Linked DNA regions of Sus scrofa: region 2 is linked to region 1. The links are chromatin contacts, called in public HiChIP or PLAC-seq maps. All regions are on one chromosome and are shown on one strand. Each heading gives the region's core, a stretch centred on a gene start, on an enhancer-like site or on the middle of the called end of the contact. The rest is flanking DNA. Distances are from core to core; before and after follow the strand shown. Region 1 overlaps PEAK1 (pseudopodium enriched atypical kinase 1). Region 2 overlaps PEAK1 (pseudopodium enriched atypical kinase 1).

What was found. HiChIP or PLAC-seq counts read pairs in DNA pulled down with a chosen protein or histone mark.
Region 2: an H3K27ac HiChIP or PLAC-seq map of alveolar macrophages shows a contact between it and region 1. The contact joins two enhancer-like sites. A contact is called at or near these places in 2 of 2 datasets of contacts at active chromatin or transcription factors (alveolar macrophages and skeletal muscle).

What each region holds. Positions count from the first base shown.
Region 1 is chr7:57,238,228-57,242,451 of Sscrofa11.1, forward strand. All of the region lies in intron 5 of PEAK1 (pseudopodium enriched atypical kinase 1), which reads right to left. Among named protein-coding and RNA genes, the nearest start is that of TSPAN3, 53 kb to the left of the region's middle. Within about 2 kb of position 1,739, at least 7 of the 83 cell types and tissues checked have an H3K27ac peak or open chromatin away from gene starts, as enhancers often do. A contact at or near this core is called in alveolar macrophages, where this site is marked.
Region 2 is chr7:57,419,107-57,423,396 of Sscrofa11.1, forward strand. The region is part of intron 1 of PEAK1 (pseudopodium enriched atypical kinase 1); the gene reads right to left. Among named protein-coding and RNA genes, the nearest start is that of PEAK1, 23 kb to the right of the region's middle. Within about 2 kb of position 1,550, at least 2 of the 83 cell types and tissues checked have an H3K27ac peak or open chromatin away from gene starts, as enhancers often do. A contact at or near this core is called in alveolar macrophages, where this site is marked.

The sequences.
Region 1 (4,224 bases), core at 489-2,988:
ATTCCACATGTAAGTGAATGGTATTGTTTTTCATTGCCTATAATCATCAACATTCTAACATAGAAATTATTTGCATATTACCATTTTGTAGGTCAGTTTTTTAAAGTGATCATAATACTTGATATTCTGCTATTTCCATACGACATTTTACAAAAAATGTTTTCCTTGATTATATATAGTCTTCATAATGACCATTTTTAACCTCTGCAAACATTCCACTGGGCTGCTCTACCATAAGTTATTAAATTGTTTACTTAATATCAGGCACTTTGTTTCCAATTTGGGGCAGTGCTAAAATTCTAGAGGGTTGTAACATTTAGTAGCTTTCTCTCATAATCTTAAGAAAAGATGTTTATGTCTTTGAAGAAATGAGCAAGAAAATAATCTAAGTGCAGAGCTTATCAAAATATGCTCAAGACTAGTACCTAATATTAAAGAATGATAGTGACCAAGAGAATGTTGAGAAGTAATTTTTCCATTATTAATAACAACAATGCATTCTCTTACATGTACTTCACAGTTTATAAAAGCAGTTTCACTACATAAACACATATGCATATAAACCTCTAATGAGGGAGGTAGGTACAGCAGCGAGTATCCATTCATGTGAAAAGGGAGAGGTTATGTGACTTGCTTGGGAATATACAACAACAGATTCAGAATTTGGACCCATTAAGCTGACTCCAAAGCTACTTTTCTGTTTTCTTTCTTTCTTTTTTTTTTTTTTCCTTCTTCTGGCTATACCCATGGCACGTGGAAATTCCTGGGCCAGGGACTGAATCCACACCACAGCAGTAACCTGTACCACAGCTGTGAAAATGCTGGAGCCTTAACCTGCCAGGCCACCAGGGAACTCCCAAATATACCTTTTCTTATTTTATGTTGTGATGTCTTTTAGTTTAAGACCAACAAAAATAAAGCTATTCACATTGAATGAAAAACCAAATAAAGCTATGGACTGAACTTGTCTTCCCAAGATTCATAAGTTAAAGCCCTGACCCCCCCCAATGTGCATACTCTCTCCCCCACCCTCCCCACCCCTGGCATGTCTCACACCAGGAAGAGAATCTTCTCCCTTTGCAGTCTACAGAAATGGGAGAAAATAAACCCTATTATTCATTAGTCATCCAGTTTATCGTATTTTGTTATGGCAGCTCAAGCAGACTAAGATGAAGATTTTGTTACTGAGAAGTGGGGTATTGCTTTAACAAATAACCAAAAATACAGAAGAAGCTGCTTTGGAATTGGGTAGAAGATGGAAGAGTTTTAAGACACCTGAGAGAAAAAGCCTAGATACCCCTGAATAGACTGTTGCTAGAAATATGAACACTAAGGGTGATTCTAGTGAAGTCTCAGATAGAAATGAGGAACACATCAGAAACTAGAAAAAAGATGAACTTTCTTATAAAATGGCAAAGAACTTGGCTAAATGGTGCTCTTGCATTTTGTGAAAGGCAGAACTTGTAAGCTATGAAACTAAATATTTAGCTGAGAGATTTCTAAACAAAATGTTAAAGGAATGGCTTGTTTCTTCCTAACTGCTTATAGTAAAGGGCAAAGGGAGAGAGAAGAGTTGAAGGAATTGTTGGACAAAAAGGAATCAGAGCTTGAAGATTTGAAAACTCTCAGCCTATCCATATTGTAAAAAACGAGAAAGCTTGTTCTAAAGAGAATACTAAGGGTGTGGCTGAATAACCACTTGATAAAGACATCAGAGTGTGACTCATGGACTTAATCAGCCATCTCAGCAGAAGCCAGAAATAGAGGTGGGATTATACCAGCAAAGGCACTGTCAGTTTGAACTAAAGGGACAGAGAAAGCTGGGTGGAATGAAGGAAGGCTGTTGGACTTCTTGGATGCTTGAGGACTGGACCATAGAGCTATTTATCTGTGAAAGAGAACTATTCTTTAAGGAAAGGGAAGCATGACCCTGAAGACATTCTAGATATTCAAGGGCTGCTACTCCCACCACAGGCCCAGGGCAAGGCAGTTTCCTTTTCTGTTTAGAAGGGTAGGGATGCTTCTCCAGATTGGGAAGGCCAAGCGTGACCCTGCCCTGGCAGTGAGCCATGTGGGTGGGCCCTTACGAAAAGCCAAAGATCAAGGGGCCCAGCAGAGCCACATGGTTGATGCTGCCACTCCAGTGGGCCTGGAGGACAAAATACTGAATCAAAGAGGATTATTCCTGAGCCTCAGTATTTAATGGAATTGGCCTTGTAAGGTTTTGGAATTGGCCTTGCAAGGTTTTGAACTTGCTTGAGACCCATCATCCCTTTCTTCCTTTTCGATTTCTCCCTTTTTAAATGGGGTTGTCCATCCTATGCTTGTCCACCACTGTATTTTGGAAGCACATAACTTGACTATTTCCCTAGGTTCACATTTGGAGAAGAAATTTGCTTTAGGATTTATCAGACCTTGAGTTTCACCCATATCTGATTTAGATGATAGTCACGTGAGACTTTGGACTTTAGAGTTGATGCTAGAATGAGTTAAGAACTCTGGGACTACTGGGATGAACTGAACATATTTTGTATGTGATAAGGATATGAATTCAATGTGGGGGGCAGGGACAGAACATTTTGGATTAAATTGTTTACCCCGCTCCTCCCAAATTCATATGTTGACATGCTAACCCCCAAGGTGATTTAACTGTATTTGGAGATAGGGCCTACAAAGAGGTAATTAAGGCTAAATGAGGCCCTGACATGGATTAGTGTCCTTATAGGAAGAGACACTAGAAAGTCCCTACCCACCTCAGCCATGTGAAGACACAAGAAGAAGGCAGCCATCTGCAAGGCAGAAAGAGAGCCCCCCACTAGAAACTAAATCAGCTAGAACCTTGATTTTGAACTTTCCAGCATTCAGAACTATGAGAAAATTTATTTTGTTTAAGCCATCCAGTCTACAGTATTTTGTTAGGGTGGCCTGAGCAAACTCAGACAACACTCAAGGTAAAGATCATAGTACTCTTTATCACCGCAGGGTATTTGGCATTTAAGGGGTAGAATCCCTTGGCTTTCAAATTATTAAATTCTAGCAGTGACTTCCTTTTGCAACATTTTAACAGACCTTTTAGCTTCTTCAAGAGACAGTCATACCTGTTAGCCTACTCTAAATTCCCTTAGTATGGAAAGGGATATGTTAAGAAGACAAACAGTGAAAAGTTATGTGAGCCAACTGCTGGTCTTTTTTTGCTTATCTCTGCAAAGGTAGGGTTCACAGTGTCCTAGTAATTTATTCCTTTAAGGTTGTACTATCAATTGGGTACTTCTAGAAACACCCAGAGGGTCTTCAAAGAGGCATTTATATTCACCATTTAGTGTAAAACATCCTTTCCCAAACCTGCCAACATCTCCCAGTATATAACCACTTGCCACCTGTTCTTTGGAGATTGCTTTTGCATCATTACAAGCAAAGAAATCAATACCAGACCATTGATTTGGGAAAGAGACAAGATTGCACAGCAATAATACATAAAGTTAGTCAAGCCCTACTTCTCAGTTGTTTTGAAAAAAACAGATAGTTCAATGTCCCTTTCTGAAATAGGTACTCATCCTGCATTGATGATTTTGTAGCAATAAAGGCCCAAGATAGATGAGGCCCCATAACCCCAATTGATATGCTACAAAGAATCTCAAAATGCCTTTTTAGACTCAACAGTAATATATTAACTCATATCTAGATCTTCTGTCTGCAGTTTACCCCTCGGTTTAATTTAAAAAGTGTGGGCTGGGGCACAGGGTCACTCTGCAAGTGCCACCAGACAGTAAAGTGGTGACGGTGCTGCAACTGCAGAGAGCAGCCGGCTGAAGGTCTGGTCTAAATATATATTCTGTCTTGATAGACAGGTAAGGCCAAACGTTTACCTTATCCATTAATTTACTAAGACACCATCTGGTCTTTCGAAGCTAAATTAACACATACAAGTCATTTAGATATGTTAATTGGTTTTGAACCAGTGAAGAGAATCAGTAAAAAGGGACTATGGGAAGGGGGAACGTTACCTTAAGTTTACAGAAAGCTCTATGTTTTCAGAAATTCTTTCAATGTATCATCTCACTTGAGCCTAACCTCAGTCCTGAAAACTAGATACATCATTGTTGTAAACATCTGAAAGAGAAGGAAATTGAGGCTCAAAGACTGTTACTTTCTTAAAGTAATCTAGGGAAGAAGTGAAAGAAGTTGAAATTTATCAGAGACATTTAGTTCTCTTTTAGTCAAAAA
Region 2 (4,290 bases), core at 300-2,799, 180 kb after region 1:
GTTGTTGAAACGTGTAATATGCATAGTGTTGTTAATGTGAAATTTTAAAACTTGTACACAGATATTTAGTATATTATAAAAATATGCATAGATTTGAAACATACTGAATTCTGAGATAGGGAAAGGAATGAGACTGATTTTATAATCTGTATGTTTATAAAACAAAATGTGAATATTTTATAAAGCCACTTGGCACTTTTATACTGGTCAATATATTAGTCTTCATATCAATTTACATGTTTCAAATATTTTATAACTTTTTAAAAGTGAAAACAAAATTTATACAAAATTAACTCAAAATAGATCACAGACCTAAATATAAAACACAAAACTATAAAAATCCTGGAAAATACCATAGGGAAAAAAATCTAGGTGACCTTGGGTTTGATGATGGCTTTTATATACAACACCAAAAGCATGATCAAGTAACAAAGAAATCTTTAAGATGGACTTTACTAAAATTAAAACCTGTGCTCTGTGAAAGACATCATTAATGAAAAAACTATAAGCTATACACTGTGAGAAATATTAGCAAAAGCGTATCTGATAAAGGAGTATTACCCCCAAATATGCAAAGAATTCAAACTCAACAATAAGCAAATTAAAAAACATGATTAAAAAGTAAACAAAAGACCTAAAGACATCTAACCAAAAAAGATATACAAATGGAAAATAAACATATGAAAAGATACTAACATCATATGCCATTAGAAAACTGCAAATGAAAACAATAAAATTCCACAGCACACATCTATTAGAAAGGCTAAAATCCAAAACAGTGACAACACCAAATGCTGACAAGGTATGGAGCAACAGAAACTCTCATTCATTGCTGTGGAATGCAAAATGGTAAATCACTTTGGAAAAGTTTGGCAATTTCTTACAAAGCTAAACTTAGTCTTACTACATGATCCAGCAATTGCAGTCCAATTGGAGAACCAATGTCTACCAAAAAAATCTGCACATGAATGTTTATAGCAGCTTTATTAATAATTGCAAAAACTTGGAAGTAATCAAGATATCCTAGAGTTCCCATTGTGGCTCATCAGGTTAAGAACCCAATATCCATGAAGATGAGGGTTCAATCCCTGGCCTCACTCAGTGGGATAAAGGATCCAGCATTCCCATGAGCTGCGGTGCAGGTTACAGATATGGCTCGGATGTAGTGTTGCTGTGGCTGTGGTGTAGGCTCCAATTCGACCCCTAGCCCAGGGAACTTCCATATAATGCAGGCATGGCCCTAAGAAAAAAAAAAAAAAAAGAGCAATTTTCTTGCCATCCCTGCCAATAGAAAAGGTCTGTTGAAAGCAGACATGCAAGCTCCAGAAGTTAGTAAGGAAGGGAAGGATACAGTTGACCCCTTACAAGTGGAAATGAAAACCTATCTCTGCATAGACCAAGACAAAGTCCAAAGAAAACAAATGGCTGCGTGGGGCAAATGCTCTTGTGGTCAGGTCATGTGAACATTGATTTCAGCATGACTGACCGGCCACAACAGAGGGGAAATAAATGCCCTCTGGGGGTGGGGGCGGGGGGCACAAGGGAGGGAGAGAATTAGGGAGAGTACATCTATACAATGCAATACTATGAGTGTGTGTGTTGACGTACGGCAAGAGTGGATGGTGAATTGTAATCTTATCAAAAAAAAAAAAAAAACCCATGACCTAGAGGGTTAAGGCTCCTGCCTTTCTCACCACTGTGGCTCTGGTTGCTGCTGTGTGGTGCAGGTTCAATCCCTGGCCCAGGAACAAACAACTTCTACACGCTGCCCATGTGTACAAAAGGTAAAAAATAAAGCTGAAATGGTGGGAGGAGGGGGGACGAAAAAAAGAAAAGAAATGAAAAAAGATATTTTTCAATTGGTAAATGGATAAACTGTGGTAAATGCACACAATGGACTATTATTCAGCAATAAAAATAAACAAGCTATTGAGTAACAAAAAGACATGGAGGGGAGTTCCCACCATGGCTCAGTGGTTAACGAATCTGACTAGGAACCATGAGGTTGCTGGTTCAATCCCTGGCCTCGTTCAGTGGGTTAAGGATCTGGTGTTGCTGTGAGCTGTGGTGTAGGTCATAGAAATGGCTCTGATTCCGTGCTGCTATGGCTCTGGCATAGGCCGGAGGCTACAGCTCTGATTAGACCCCTAGCCTGGGAACCTCCATATGCCACGGGAGTGGCCCTAGAAAAGGTAAAAAGACAAAAAAAAAAAAAAAAATAAGACGTGGAGGAACCTTAAAGATTTATTGCTAAGTGAAAGAAGCCAGTCTGAAAAGACTACATATTATATGATTTCAACTATGTGACAGTCTAAAAAAGGCAAAACTATAGAGCCAGCAAAGCAATGAGTGGTGGTAATCAGGAGCTGGGGGGCAATGAAAGAGAAGGATGGATAGGTAGAACATAGGGGTTTTGTGAGGCAGTGACACTATTCTGTATAATACTATAATGGTAGACCCATGACATTATGAATTTGTCAAAACCCATGAAGTTGTACAACATAAAGAGTAAACACTAATGCAAACTCAGTTTATAATAAGGTATCAATATTGTTCATTAATTATAACAAAGGTACAACTATTCTTTTTCAATTCCAAATGAGTGTACTGAAATTCAATTTTGGCCCTAGCCACTCAGAGCTAGCGTGGAGCTCACAAACCAAAAGACATTATCCCATATAAGACTGCACTTATTTCAAATGCCAGCCACACTTTAGGAGCCCCCTGGCCACCTGCATTTCTAATCAACTGGCCACAAAAACAGGGATTCCTATGATTCCCTCAGTTTGATAACTTGCTAAGACAACTCACATAACTCAGGAAAGCATTATACTTATGATTGCAGTTTTCTTATAAAGGATACACACAGGGCAAGGTCTAGGATATTCCCAAATATAGGGCTTCCATATTCCATGCCATCTCCCCATGAGTCAGAGTGCATCATTCTAACACATCAGTGTGTTCACTAGGGGAGAAGCGCCACTGAATTTAGAGTCCAGAGTTCTTGTCAGGGTTTCATTACATAGGCAGAATTGATTAAGTCACTGGCCACATGATTAATCTCAATCTCCAAACCTTCCCCATCTCCCCAGAAGTCAGACTAGCCTAAAGTCCCAAGCTTCTAATCATGTTGTTGGTGTTTCTGGTGACCAGGCCCCATCCTGAAGTAATCTAGAGGTATTTCATGGACTGCCACATTAGCATAATAAAAGAATCTCTCATTCATCAAAAAACTAAGCTAATACCCTTACTGTACCAGAATCTTCTCTTAATTATTTAATGAAATATTAAAGAAGAATTTAATGACACAAACTCTTTTAACTTCATGAGAGGCCAGTGGTTCAAAAGGGATGAAAAGAAAAAAGTATTGCTTAGAAGGTGACTTTCAAGAGGAGCACATTTCACAACTAGCTCAGACTGACAATCACATCAAACAAAGTTATCAAAAAGATCAAGGGAGACCAATGCCAGGTTGGCTAATATTGAGGCATACATGTCAATATAAAACCCAGACGCGACATACTGTTACTATAAAACCCATTTAAACCCACTTTTTAAATGGATACACTGGTTATAGCACATGAAAATGGTTAAGATCCATCATGGTAAAATGGAATCCACACTGAATGGATTGAATGAAATGGAAAGGAAACCAAGCTGCATTTTTTCCCAAACCTGCCCTTTTTGCATAGAGTTAACTGAAGGAGGAAGGACTCAAAAACTACGCCACAAACCAAAGTGCTGAGGGTCAAAAATTACATTTGGTAGAATTGTTGCTTTCCTCACCAACACCAGTAAATGAGTTATTAAATCTACCCTTTTGGCACAATAAAGCCATTTCAATAGAACTAAAAGTGCTACAGTTTCGATGTCAACTCTTCTAAAAATAAACGTTGCTGTCGTGCCACAGAATTCAAATTGCAGCAGCAGGTCATTATTCTGTTCTATTCTGTTGACATATTTTAACTCATTTTTATAAACCAAGAATTTGTTTCTGTTCTATAATCCTAGAAAAAAAATGTTTATGGGAAGGCAATTTCATTTTGCTAGGTTGACAGTGACGGTCCCCCAGGGGAGAGGCCAACTCAAACAGGACTGAAGCAGCTGTTAGGAGACAATTTTCCTACCTGTTAATTGGTTTTGCGACTAGGCTGCACCAGCTCAGACACCCACCTGGCAAGCAGTAGATAAATCGAAACAGTCATATCTCAAGAATTTGAAAATTAGAAAGCTTTCACCCTTCCTCTAAAAGATTTAACTAGGGAACAGAACAGCAAGGGAAGAGGGAAA